Linked DNA regions of Mus musculus: region 2 is linked to region 1. Evidence: chromatin contacts called from public HiChIP or PLAC-seq data. All regions are on one chromosome and are shown on one strand. Each heading gives the region's core, a stretch centred on a gene start, on an enhancer-like site or on the middle of the called end of the contact. The rest is flanking DNA. Distances are from core to core; before and after follow the strand shown. Region 1 holds the start of Fzd10 (frizzled class receptor 10). Region 2 has its middle 20 kb from the start of Gm33931.

What was found. HiChIP or PLAC-seq counts read pairs in DNA pulled down with a chosen protein or histone mark.
Region 2: a contact with region 1 is called in an H3K27ac HiChIP or PLAC-seq map of double positive thymocytes, with 2.7 times the contacts expected there. The contact joins the enhancer-like site here to the promoter of Fzd10 in region 1. A contact is called at or near these places in 3 of 484 Hi-C or Micro-C datasets (epidermal suprabasal cells, myocytes and palatal mesenchyme), 8 of 115 datasets of contacts at active chromatin or transcription factors (the SCID.adh cell line, craniofacial prominence, double positive thymocytes and 3 more) and 3 of 9 other capture datasets (adipose tissue, liver and pancreatic islet).

The regions. Positions count from the first base shown.
Region 1 is chr5:128,597,597-128,604,040 of GRCm38.p6, forward strand. It overlaps Fzd10 (frizzled class receptor 10), which reads left to right and starts at 3,510. Exons shown (of 1, transcript NM_175284.3): 1 at 3,510-6,444. The coding sequence starts at 3,622. The coding sequence ends at 5,370. Fzd10os (frizzled class receptor 10, opposite strand) reads right to left here and starts at 3,091. Exons shown (of 6, transcript NR_015517.2): 1 at 2,941-3,091.
Region 2 is chr5:128,633,762-128,640,205 of GRCm38.p6, forward strand. No RefSeq gene overlaps it. Among named protein-coding and RNA genes, the nearest start is that of Gm33931, 20 kb to the right of the region's middle. Within about 2 kb of position 2,755, at least 22 of the 459 cell types and tissues checked have an H3K27ac peak or open chromatin away from gene starts, as enhancers often do. A contact at or near this core is called in the SCID.adh cell line, craniofacial prominence, double positive thymocytes and 1 more, where this site is marked.

The DNA.
Region 1 (6,444 bases), core at 2,260-4,759:
GGATCCGCAAATAGGAAAGTTCTAGAAATGGCCTTGAAGCTACCAAGACAAACGTTAAGGAGCCAGCTCCCTGGTTCATCTTCAGGCTGGGAGACAGGATGTTCATGTCTTTCTATAATCTCTGCCCATACCCCACATGTTTACTCTTGCAATTAGCTTGTAACAGGCTAAGCTTCTGGCTTAATTTTTCTTTATTGTAGGAGACGAAGTACTTTTTTTTTTATCTTAAAGAGATTATTTGGGTTCTCTCTAATCCTATTTCAGAAACCCCTCTCAAGACTTTATGGTTCCTTCACCCATACTGAGGAAGGATGCAGCTTTGATTACCACTGAGACCCATGGCAGAGAATCTTTTCTTTTTTTTTTTAACTTCTGACTTTACCAATTAAACAGGGCCTTCCTTTCAACTCCCCACCACCTCCAAAATTATTTAACTCAAGACACCATCTGACTCTTAAAGAGTATTCCTTCCAGAATACCTTGCACTCTCCTTGGTAGACATTTGCAAGAACTCTACGCTAATATCTACAGACAGTATTTTGAAATCTCACGTAGATAGATATATTAGGAGATTTGGGGTCCAAAGTACCCTTTGCTCTAGGATGCTATTTAAAATCATGTTTAATTATCAAGTTTCATTAGAAACCCTTGCTCAAATTTTGAGAAACCTAATAAGATTTCCATTAATTTAAACATAGCTCTATTCCCAGGCCAGTCCCCCCCACCCCACCCCAAAGCTTTCTCTTCCCTCTTTTATCCCTGGTTAAATATGTAAATAAAATGTCTAAAGTCGTTCTTCAAAGAAGACAAAAGAAAAAAAAGAGCCGAGGGGAGAGAGACAGCCATAAAATTCCTCCCAGCTCTCCATAACGCTTGCCAGAGGGGGGCCGGTTTCCGAGCCAGGGCTGAGCAGCAGGGGACCCGGCTGCTCTGGAGTCACTCGTCTCAAATCCCACACACAGGAGAGAGAAAAATAAAATATCTTTTCAGCTGGAGCCATCAAAGGGGTCCTTTCATTTATTAGCGTTGCCTTCCACTCTCGCTATCTCGGGGCCCTTATTTTTAGATACTAATGTCTATTTGTTGCTTTCCTTTCTTTTTCTATACTAGGTTGGGCAGATGGAAGAAATTCTGTTAGCTTTTTCTTCTCTTAATATATTTTAAGGGAGTCCCGGGGGTTGGGGGAGAGAAGAAAGGAACGTGAAGTGATCATAGCTAAAATAAAAGGTCGGAACACTGTAGAAGTAACCAGAGCATAAAAGACCAATTACGTGGGGCAGTCTCAAATAGCTCACACCCTGCTCCGGAGCTGAGCTCACCCAGGCTACTTCCACGCCCCCCACGCCCCAAGGGGCGGGGGGGGGAGTGTGGAATTAGAAGAGAGAGAGAGAGAAAACGGAAGGCAAAAGTGTCAGGAAGGACCCCTTGCAAACTAGTCTGTCTTAAAGCTAAGCGATAGCCCAAGAATCTTACCTGACTTAAAAGGTTTTGGAAACAGCGTACTAAACTATAAATATCTAAGTAAACCATCCTTATCCAAGCCGCAAGCGTTCACCACACCGCAGGTTTTTCTTGGGTCACTAACACGGTGGTGGGTGGTGATTCTGACTGTGTTAACCTCAGTCTTCCGGACCGCTGTTTCCACGGATCCAACTTCCTCCCGTGAAAGGCAGAGGGGACCAGGGGATCTAAAGGTGAGGCATGAGCCTGTGCACACCCCTCCGCCCCCCACCCCCAGGACTCAGCAGGTCCTGGGAGTGTCCCAGCCTCAGGTCTGTCCGCTATGTCTGACAAATGAAAGGGGGGTAAAGAGGAAGAACTCCCTGCAGATGGGACGCTGAAGCCTTGTTTTAATTAGAAGTCGATCCTCTGCAGGAAGCGCAAGGCAGGGCGGGGAGGAGGGGTCCTGGGTAGCCTCGTTCCTGGCTTGGCTGGAGCCACTGAAGGCTTCCAGGCATCTGTGCACCCAACTCGGCCCTGGGGTGCGCAAGACTGACTGGCCGAAAGATGAGCAGGGGACTTAGCTGCACCTATGCAGTTGGGGGAGTCCGCACTGGAGGTCCTGGTAGTTTCCCAGACACTTAAAACGCAGACCTGAATGGGGGTGGGGTGGGGTCTAAGGAGAGAGTGGGCCACCGCCCTGAGGGCTGTTTATCCAAAGCCAAGAGTCCGCGACAGGTGCCGCACCCCAGATCTCTCGGACATCTAAGGACTGCGGTGGGCTCCCATGGTGCACTCACTCCCTGTGCGGGGGAAGGAGGTTGAAGCTCTGTGTCCTTATCACAGATTAGCCCAAAACCAACCAAGGGGCAGGAGCCAGCATAGCAAGGCACGGAGAGGCCCCACCACTCTGCGTGGGAACCAGCCGTGCGCGTGTAGGCCGGGGCTCAGCCTCCGCCTCCCAGGAGGACGCAGGCCGAGCACATCTTTCGCCAAATAATATAAATACACAACTTCCTATAATAAATAAACTCAGCCGCTTGGAGAAACCACCAGCCGGCTTGGCGCGATGGTCCCCAACACGGTGGCCTTGGCGGGGCAAGGGTCACCACGATTCAAGCCAAGCCCCTCTTCTCGGGGTGCGGGGTGTCAGCGGCCCGGAAAGTCTCCTCCCCGCCCCCTCCCTTCTTTCTTTGAGTAGACCTTGCAGAAGAGGCCCTAAACTCCGGCTTCCCAAGTCCCCTCCCCCTCCCCTGCACTCGGCCCTTTTGAAATTTCAAAGGCAGCCCCTCCCCGGAGTCCGAGCTCCGCGCCCCGGGCAGCAAACCCCCGGCTTCGGGAAGATGCGGGCAGCTTTACAAGCCGAGGGGCCACTTTTTTATGAGCACGGTCATAAAACGCAAATCCCGTGTCTCTTTGAAAGTGCCCTCCGCCAGGGCCCGGTCGTAAAAGTAGAAGATGCGTCCCCAGCCCCCAACCCCGGGTGAGGACCACCCTTACCCGAGTCCCCAAACTTCCCGTAACCTCGGCGTCCTTGGGGTACCGGGGACAATCTCAAGGCCTCCCACCCCCCCTCTGGGGCGGGGAGGGCAAGCAGAGAGGCCGGCAGGAGGTGAGGCTGGAGGCTGGGGTCCAGCCCCAAGCTGGGGCTGAGGGCGGAGGCTGCCCGGGGCGCAAGGCTTTCTGATGCAAAGCAGCAGCGGGGCGGGGCGGCGGGCGGAGGCGGGGCCTGTCACCAATCGGCTTTGCTTTTTTTTTTTTTTTTTTTCCCTCTTTGCTACTCTTTGCCTCTTTGCAAGTCTTCTCATCCCGGGACGCCGTGCTGGAAGCAGCTGCGGGCGCCGGGAGGGAGGAGCTCCAGGGCCCAGGGCCACGGTGTGCCCGCGCTGCCCCACCGCGGTCCGCGATCGCCCGCGCCCGGAAGAAGAGGCCAAAGTTTGCGCGCTGAGCGGCGCTCGCTCCGCCGTATTGTTTGCAAACTTCGCTCCCCTCCCCCGCCGCCCCCCGACTCCGCTGAGGCCGCGCGCCCACCGCGGTGGCCCCGGGCGCCGCGAGCGCTCCGGCCAGACTGGATGGGCATGCGCGGGGGCCCGAGCCGGGGCGCGGAGCCGCGGGCAGCAGCAACAGCCCGTGCCCGGGAGCGGCGGCCCTGAGCGGCGCTGGGACATTGAGGGCGCCACCATGCAACACCCGGGCCCGCGCCTGTGGCTGGTGCTGCAGGTGATGATAGGCTCGTGCACGGCCATCAGCTCCATGGACTTAGAGCGCCCTGGAGACGGCAAGTGCCAGCCGGTGGAGATTCCCATGTGCAAGGACATCGGCTACAACACCACCCGCATGCCCAACCTGATGGGTCACGAGAACCAGCGCGAGGCGGCCATCCAACTGCACGAGTTCGCGCCGCTCGTGGAGTACGGCTGCCACAGCCACCTTCGCTTCTTCCTGTGTTCGCTGTACGCGCCCATGTGCACCGAGCAGGTCTCCACACCCATCCCTGCTTGCCGGGTCATGTGCGAGCAGGCCCGGCTCAAGTGCTCGCCGATCATGGAGCAGTTCAAATTCAGGTGGCCGGACTCCCTGGATTGCAGCAAGCTCCCCAACAAGAACGACCCCAACTACCTGTGCATGGAGGCACCCAACAACGGCTCGGATGAGCCCAGCCGGGGCTCTGGCATGTTTCCTCCGCTCTTCAGGCCCCAGAGGCCCCACAGCGCGCAGGAGCACCCACTAAAGGACGGGGGTCCGGGGCGCGCAGGTTGTGACAACCCAGGCAAGTTCCACCATGTGGAGAAGAGCGAATCTTGCGCACCGCTTTGCACTCCGGGGGTGGATGTGTATTGGAGCCGCGACGACAAGCGCTTCGCTGTGGTCTGGCTGGCCATCTGGTCCGTGCTGTGCTTCTTCTCCAGCGCCTTCACCGTGCTCACCTTCCTCATCGACCCATCGCGCTTCAGGTACCCCGAACGTCCTATCATCTTCCTCTCCATGTGCTACTGCGTTTATTCGGTGGGCTATATCATCCGCCTCTTCGCGGGCGCGGAGAGCATCGCTTGTGACCGGGACAGTGGGCAGCTGTATGTTATCCAGGAAGGACTGGAGAGCACGGGCTGTACCTTAGTCTTCTTGGTACTTTACTACTTCGGCATGGCCAGCTCTTTATGGTGGGTGGTCCTCACCCTCACTTGGTTCCTGGCTGCTGGAAAGAAGTGGGGCCATGAGGCCATTGAAGCCAACAGCAGCTACTTTCACCTGGCAGCTTGGGCCATCCCGGCTGTGAAGACTATCTTGATCTTGGTGATGCGCAGGGTGGCAGGGGATGAGCTCACTGGTGTGTGTTATGTGGGCAGCATGGATGTCAATGCTCTGACCGGCTTCGTGCTGGTCCCGCTGGCTTGCTACCTAGTCATCGGCACTTCCTTCATCCTGTCCGGCTTTGTGGCTTTATTCCACATCCGGAGGGTGATGAAAACGGGTGGGGAGAACACGGACAAGCTGGAGAAGCTCATGGTACGCATAGGGGTCTTCTCCCTCCTCTACACTGTGCCGGCCACCTGTGTGATTGCCTGCTATTTTTATGAACGCCTCAACATGGACTACTGGAAGATGCTGGCCACCCAGCACAAGTGTAAGATGAACAATCAGACCAAGACACCTGACTGCCTGATGACCACCTCCATCCCTGCCGTGGAGGTCTTCATGGTCAAAGTGTCCATGCTGCTGGTGGTGGGCATCACCAGTGGGGTGTGGGTCTGGACTTCCAAGACCCTGCAGTCCTGGCAACACGTATGCAGCCGGGGGCTAAAGAGAAAAAGCCGGAGGAAACCAGCCAGTGTGGTCACCAGTGCAGGGATCTACAAAAAAGCCCAGCACCCCCAAAAACCTCACCTTGGGAAGTATGAACTGCCCGCCCAGCCTTCAGCCTGCGTGTGAAGGCAGAGCTGGCTGCAAGAACAGGACATTCGGAGCCCAAATGGGCAGCTTTTCTTGGTTGGCTGGTTGTTGGTAAATCAAAGTAAAAAGAATATGTATATATATATACATGTATGTGTATGCATGTGCATATATATGCATATATTTACACATACATGAAGTCTACCTTGAGGTTCAGAACAGCTGAATGTAAAGGGTTCTGTTCAGTTTGTTGCCTCCCTGAAGGGTCGCTCATTAAGGAGGGAGCCTCTTGTGTAACTAATTTGTGGTAAAGTAGTTGATTCAACCGCCCTCCAGAAAACTTTTGTTTAGGCCTCAAGCACACAGCTGTGTATTCAGAAGGCTTTGCTGCCTGTGCATAAACTTGAGGCTGGAGAGCTCCTTTGTAAGCTAAAGAGCTTTCCTGGGGGGGGGGGGGGGCAGCCAGTGAGCCACCCAAGGGCCTGCTCTCCCTCCCTCACTCCCCCAGCTAGGCTGCTGTATGGGTGGGAGGGAAGGTGAGGAGGAGAGGGGATAAAAGAGGTGACACCCCCCCCAGCCCAAGGTCTGCCTGCAGATCCCTTAAAAGAGAGTCACTTCCCCAGCCTTCATAGCCATGTTTCTCCCAACACAGAGCCCACGCTACCCTCTCACCCCACTGCAGATCTAACACTGGAGAATTCAAATGGTGTGCAATACTTTTTTTTTTTTTTTTTTACATTTTCCCCCTCTCCCTAGCAAAACAAATGAGAGAGAGAAAAAGTATTTTGTTGTAAATAAAAGGCAAGAAAAGAAATCATCTAACAAAAGAATTTAGAGGCTCAAGCCTCAGGGTTGGGGGTTGGGGGGGCGCCTTCAGCCTGATACATTTTGTGGCTTTTTAATGGAAACCAAGCCAGTGTGTTCTACACACTGGGACTGATTTGTGGAGAGGAAGGGGGAGGGGGGGAAGCCAGTGGAGAGCACCAGAGGGCTTATTGACTCTCTGAATTGTTAAACAAATGATTTCCATGAGTGGTCTTGAAGCACTTGGGAAGACAAACTTTGTCTCCAGCCAGGGAGGGCCATGCCTGCCTCTGTATATCTGTAATATAG
Region 2 (6,444 bases), core at 1,505-4,004, 35 kb after region 1:
CGGTCATATATGAATCCCAGCAGTGATGAAATATTTTCTTGATTCTTTAAAATACACACATACATACACACACTCATACATACATATATTCATACATAATATACACACACATATATGTACACATACATATATATATACAAATACATACATACATACATACTGTAATGGCTATTCCTGCTTGTCAACTGGACTATATCTGGAATGAACTACAATCCAGAATTGGAGGGCTCACCTGTGATCCACTTGAGGCTGGAAGACACAAGTTTCTGACCTGGAGTTTGGCATGGAGATCTTGAGGCATAGTGGCCATGAAAAGCTTAGGCCCAGGCAAGGTAGTCCATGCCTTTAATCCCAGGAGACTGAGGCAAGGAGATCTCTGAGTTCAAGGTCAGCTTGAGACAAAGAAAGTTCCAGATCCAGGCTTGGTGGCACACATCTTTAATCTGGGCCACACCTTCTGCTGGAGACCTACATAAGAACATTGGAAGAGGGAAGATTCTCTCTTCTTTGCCTGCTTGCACTTACTTGCCAGCAGATCTGTTGGAATCTACCTCTACAGAAGACCAGCTGAAACAACTAGAGTTGTGGGACTGAGCAACTACTAGATTCTTGGACTTCCCATCCACAGCTGCCCATTGTTGGGGTAGATGTGCTACAGACTGTAAGTCATCACAATAAATTCCTTCAACATACAGAGACATTCTATAAGTTCTGTGACTCTAAAATATCCTGACTAATACACATACACACATATACACATATGTATACACATATATGCACATACATATATACATATATACACACAATACATCTACACACACACACACACACACAGAGAGAGAGAGAGAGAGAGAGAGAGAGAGAGAGAGAGAGAGAGAGAGAGAGATGAACCCAGATCCTGGTTTAGCCTAAGCACACTCTCTACCACTGAGAAATTTGTGTTCAAAATATTGCTTAGGTCCAACAAGATGGCTCAGAGGGTAGAGGTGCTTGCCACATAAGGCAGATAACCCAGGTTCAATCCTGCAAACCCACAGTGAAAGGAAATTGAACTCCTAAATCTTGTCCTTCGATTTCATGTATGCATTATTGCATGCACATATCACATACACACACACACCACATACACAGACACCACACACATACACCATATACACATACCACATATACATATACATATACACACTACACACTTCACACACAGTTTTAAATTTTTAAATTTGAAATAAATTTTAATACTTATGGACAAGCATAACTTGGTGCCCCCAGCTCCAGGGTTATTCTAGTATTTCCACATTAATCTCTCTAATAATCTGAAATGTTTGTATGTGTCAACTATATTTATCCTCTCCTTGGATTTTCTATTCAATAACCATTATAATTTTATCCCCGTATCAATAATGCAATTTAAATGACCTCATCTCCATGGCCTCTGATGATCTGGCAATACAGGTTCTACCTTTATTCACTCAACACCCTCGTCCATCCTCAGCCCTGTGGACAGATGTAGGCTCCTCATTATTCCCTTTGCGATCTTATTATCCTCATGCGTGACGTTTGAAATTAAACTTTGTCAGGCGACATATATGACACACACATATATATCACAGGAACTGTGTTTTAAAGTGTGTCTCATGTACTCATTTATTTGGGTAGCTTTGAGAGCTTTAGGGTTTTACGAGTTCTAAAGGGACCATCAACCAGGGCCGGCGAGATGGCTCAGTGGGGGTAAGGCGCCTGCTGCCAAGCCTGACCCCCTGTATCAGATCCCAGGACCTACACAGTGGAAGGAGAGAGTCAATTCCTGAACGTTGTCCTCTGATCTCCACGCGCATTCTGTGCTACTCAGATGTGTGTGCTCACCAGCACATGTGCACACATGCACACACAAAATTGTAAAAAAAAAAAAAAAAGTGTCAATCTATTCAAGGCCTCATGTTTCAGCGCCTCAACGATGTGCTGGGGAACCCTTCCTAGTACGTACATTATTTTAAAAATATACACGAATGTCCTTGGGTAGTCTATTTATGAACCCTTTTGCTTTTACTTAACTGGTATGTTTGTTTACCCCAATTTCTTATTTCACTGTTATTATCATCATTCTTATCATGACAGGGTCTTGTGTAGCCCAGGTTAGCCTCAAACTCACTAGGTAGTTGGCATGACCTTGAACTCCTGATCCTCCTGCCTCTGTCTCCCAAGTACTGGGGTTTTAGGTGTGCACTCCCATACTTGATTTAGCCCACGCCAAGGATTGAACTCAGGGCTTTTGTGCATGTTAGGCAAGCTCTCCACCCCTGAGCCTCACCTTCAACCCCCACTTAATTACTTTAATTAACATCATTCCTCATTTATTAATATTATATCTCAGCTCTCTCTTTCTGTGTGTGTGTGTGTGTGTGTGTGTGTGTGTGTGTGTGTACAGTGGCTCTGGAAGTCAGAAGAGAACATTAGATCCTTTGGGATAGAATTCACAGGCTGTTGGAAGCCAACAAACATGGTGGCTGCTAGGAACGGAACTCGGTCCTCTGCAAGAGCAGCAAGCACTCTTGAACAAGCAGCAAGCCATCTCTCCAGCCCTGCTCAGTTAAACTTTCGAACCGAGTCCTAGGCTGTGGTCGGTGAACACAGCTCACACCACACACCTTTGGGTGTCCTGATTTGGGGCGTCCGACACTTATCTGCAGGTGGGGCCCACATGGTGGCTGTGTTTTATCTTTTGCTCCATTTCCTTGTTCCCATGCAACATCTGGTTTTAGTCACGGGGGTGGTGGAATGCATCCTAACAGGAGATCCACCGATGGAGCAGGAGGACAGAGTAGGGTGGCTTTTTCTACAGCTCACCCTGTCCGGAAAGTGAAGAGTCCAAAGCACAGAAGGAGTCACAGTCAAGGAAACACTCACCACGAATATTGTCATTCAGGGGTGGTATAGATATATATATCCCCACACACCCACACCCACGTGAAGGTACCTATAACCCTCCCCACACCCTACTTCTCAGAGAACATCAACAGTTCCCAGGCTGCTCCTGTGGATGCTCACATGTGAGCACAGCTGCTGTGATGAAAAAAGAAGGCTGTTTTGCTGAGAGAACATCATAGAACAACAGCCTGTGCGTGCATGTGCGCGCATGCGCAGGATTCAGGGCTTCTCTGGCGTCTCACCGATAAGCATGTCACAAACTTTGAGTTTGAAAACAACAAAAACACAACAACAACGAACAGTCTTTATACCTACTTGGGGGCAACAGATCATTTTTCATGTTAGTTACACCTATATCCAGTTGCAAATTAAAACCGAGAGCTTTAAAAATATTTACTTGTCTTGGAAAACAAAGGCGATCCCGCTGCATTGCATAGCTAATTCAGCACTTCAAAACTTTATTCAACTCTTCCTAAAATGCAAAACATCGAGGAATACATTGTTCCTGAGTTTTCAAAATCTCTTAATCTCTGCCTTAATCAAAGACAGCTGGCCTCTCATCAGCACATCTGCGTCCAATGAGTCCCCCAAAAGGAAAAAAAAAGTCACGTGGTGGTGGTGGGGCTTTGGGCGCTCAGCAGCTGTCTCGGAAGGGAAGAATGGGACTGGCTCACGGAGGGTCCCACAGCAGTGTCCTGAAGCTAGCTTTTTAAATTTCGTCTATTTTTATTTTCTGGGCATGAGTGTGTTCCGCTTATGTGTATGTCTGTGCTCCACGTGCATGTAGTTCTCATGGAGGCCAGAAGAGGGCGTGCCAGATCCTTAGAAACTGGAGTTACAGAAGGTTGCGCGCTTCCACGTAGGTGCTGGGAGCTCTCCAGCTCCCTGGAGACCTGTTTTAGTTTGTACGTTTTGAGCTAGCTCCAAAATACATTGTGAGATGGCTAGAGAGCTCTAGCACTGTCCGGGCTTTACTGTGAATTAAGACGAGGATGCTCCCAAGCCCTGGGAGGGTGAATTAAAACAAACAAGAGTCTCAGCTGCACAGGTGACTCAGCTCTGCTGCAAGTCACCAGCACATCATGTCCTGCGGTTTAGACGGGTGACACCTCAAACGGTTTGTGGCCGCGCCCCCCCCCCCCCAAGCCTGGCTTACTCTTCCATCTGTGAGGTGGATAGGGCAGACTTGCTCCAGGGATATAATGCAGGGGACTGACAGGTACCGTTACTGAGTTTCTGCTCTCACACGCAGGCCATGGTCCACCCAGCTTGTGCCTCTGCTACACCAGTAGTTCAGTCCTCCGCCTCTCTTTTCCAACTCTGCCTGGTGAATGTTTCACCCTCCCTGCCTCCACCCCACCCCCACCCCACCCCCGCCCCTGAGGCCATCACACCCACAGAGAAGGAAGGAAGGAAGCAGAAGTCAGTCAAGGAGGAGTGTAGAGGGGTGACTCCAGGGCTCCTCACTCCTGCCGGCCACCTCTGGCTTCCACCCCAACCCAGAAATCGTTTCTATAGAGGGATGACTTTTGGGAAGGCCCTGGGTACTCCTGGGGATACCTTGTGGGTTCACTGCCATCTTGCTTGGTTCTCTCTGCAGTGGGGGCTAGCCTAGGAAATAGGGTCTGAGGAAGACAGGCATCTCATTTCTGAGGGGGGCAAGTCGCTTTCAAAGCCACGTTTGTAGAAAGCTGGCTATTCTAGCAGACAAGGATTCTAATTTGGTCTGGTTTGGTTCTTCAGTAGCTCTCTAATGGATCTGAGCTCTGCTGCTATCGACTGTGACCCAGCACAGCATGGTGTCTCTGCAAAAGCACTAGATGATGTGTGGAAAATACACACACACACACACACACACACACACACACACACACACATGGTCCCATTTGAAGTCTTAGAGTGGTCCAGGTTGGCTCACAGCTTCATTTATTGTGTGGACTAACAAGTGTTTCATCTGCAGCCTCCTGAAAGCATGGTTCAGGTGCTATAATGAACAGTGCTCGTGCGTCGTGCCCCTCCCAACACACACACACACACACACACACACACACACACACAATACGCCAAGCTCCTTGAAGTTATTCTTGCCACAATGAGTCTGCAGGGGGCAGCGGCTTCTTCATCTTGACCCACTTCCTGGAGAGACTTTCTATCAACTGGAAGCTTGCTTCCCCTCTTCCCTGGATGGTCAAGGTCAGGAGCTGGGAGCTTTGACCTGCGTGTCAGGGGTTAGGCAGACAGCTGTCCAAACACAAAGCAGGAATCACAGGATGCGGGTAGATGCTGCCATAGCCTGTGGCAGTCAGCACTCCAGAGACCGGAAGTTCCCGTAAGCCTTGGACTCACGTCTCCCAGTCTTACCTTCTGCCTTCGGTGTTTTAGCTTCTGCAATGAAATGCGACCTCAGTAAGCAAGAAGCAGAATCATGCATAATGAGAGGAGGTGTTGAGAAAGAAGAGGGCAGAAGGAACATTTTAAGAATGAAGCTGGCTAGAAATAGCTGGCTTCCGAGAATGTGGCAAACCTAGCTTCGCAGGCAATGAACGAGGCCACAGGAAGTGTCAGGAGCCTGGAGGAGACCCACCATGGGGGACCATAAGGTGTTTTTGAATACACCTGCTGCATGCCCTGATTCTTGGGACAGCTGCTTCCACACTTCCACAAGCTTTGATATGACAGGCATTTCATCTACTTGGTATGTTGCGGTTTCAGGAGACGAGCATTCAGCAAAGTTTTACCTTGTTCCAGGCCTCGTTCTGTGCCACCTCAAGACTCCCTGGGTCTCCTGATCCCCATGTTAGGCCCCTTCTCAACTATCCAGGCCATGACTTGAGACTAGGCTCCTTCACTTTGTATTGTTATTCTAACCATCATTAACAACAACAAAAATCTGATGTTTGATAGAATGTGTGCTTCATCAAATCCTGCCCATATGTGACCCGAAGTGACTGATGTCCCATCCGTGGGCTGAAATGGCACCAAGTCATAGCAGTGTGTGTGTGTGTGTGTGGCTTAGGTTTGGGTTTTATTGCTTCAATGAAACACCAGGACCCAAAAAGCAAAATAGACAGGAAAGGTTTATTCAGCTTACACTTCCGATCATAGTCCGTCATTGGAGGAAGTTGGGGCAGGATCCTGGAGGTAGGAGCCGATGCAGAGGCCATGGAGGGTGCTGGTTACTGGCTTGCTTCCCCTGGCTTGCTCAGCCTGCTTTCTTCTAGAACTCAGGACCACCAACCCAGGGATAGCACCACCTACCATGGTCTGGATCCTTCTACATTGATCACTAATTAAGAAAATGCCTTACAGCTGGATCTCATGGAGACGCCTTCCTCAAGTTTTCCTTCCTCTCTGATGACTCTAACTTGTGTCAAGTTAACACACAAACTCAGCCAGTAGAGGGGGTGGGGGAGAGGGAGAGAGTATTGGGGAGGGGGATGGGATTTGAACTCAGAACTTCACACATGCTAGGCAAACACTCTGTCTCTGAGCTACATGCCCAGCCCTCTTTCACTGTTT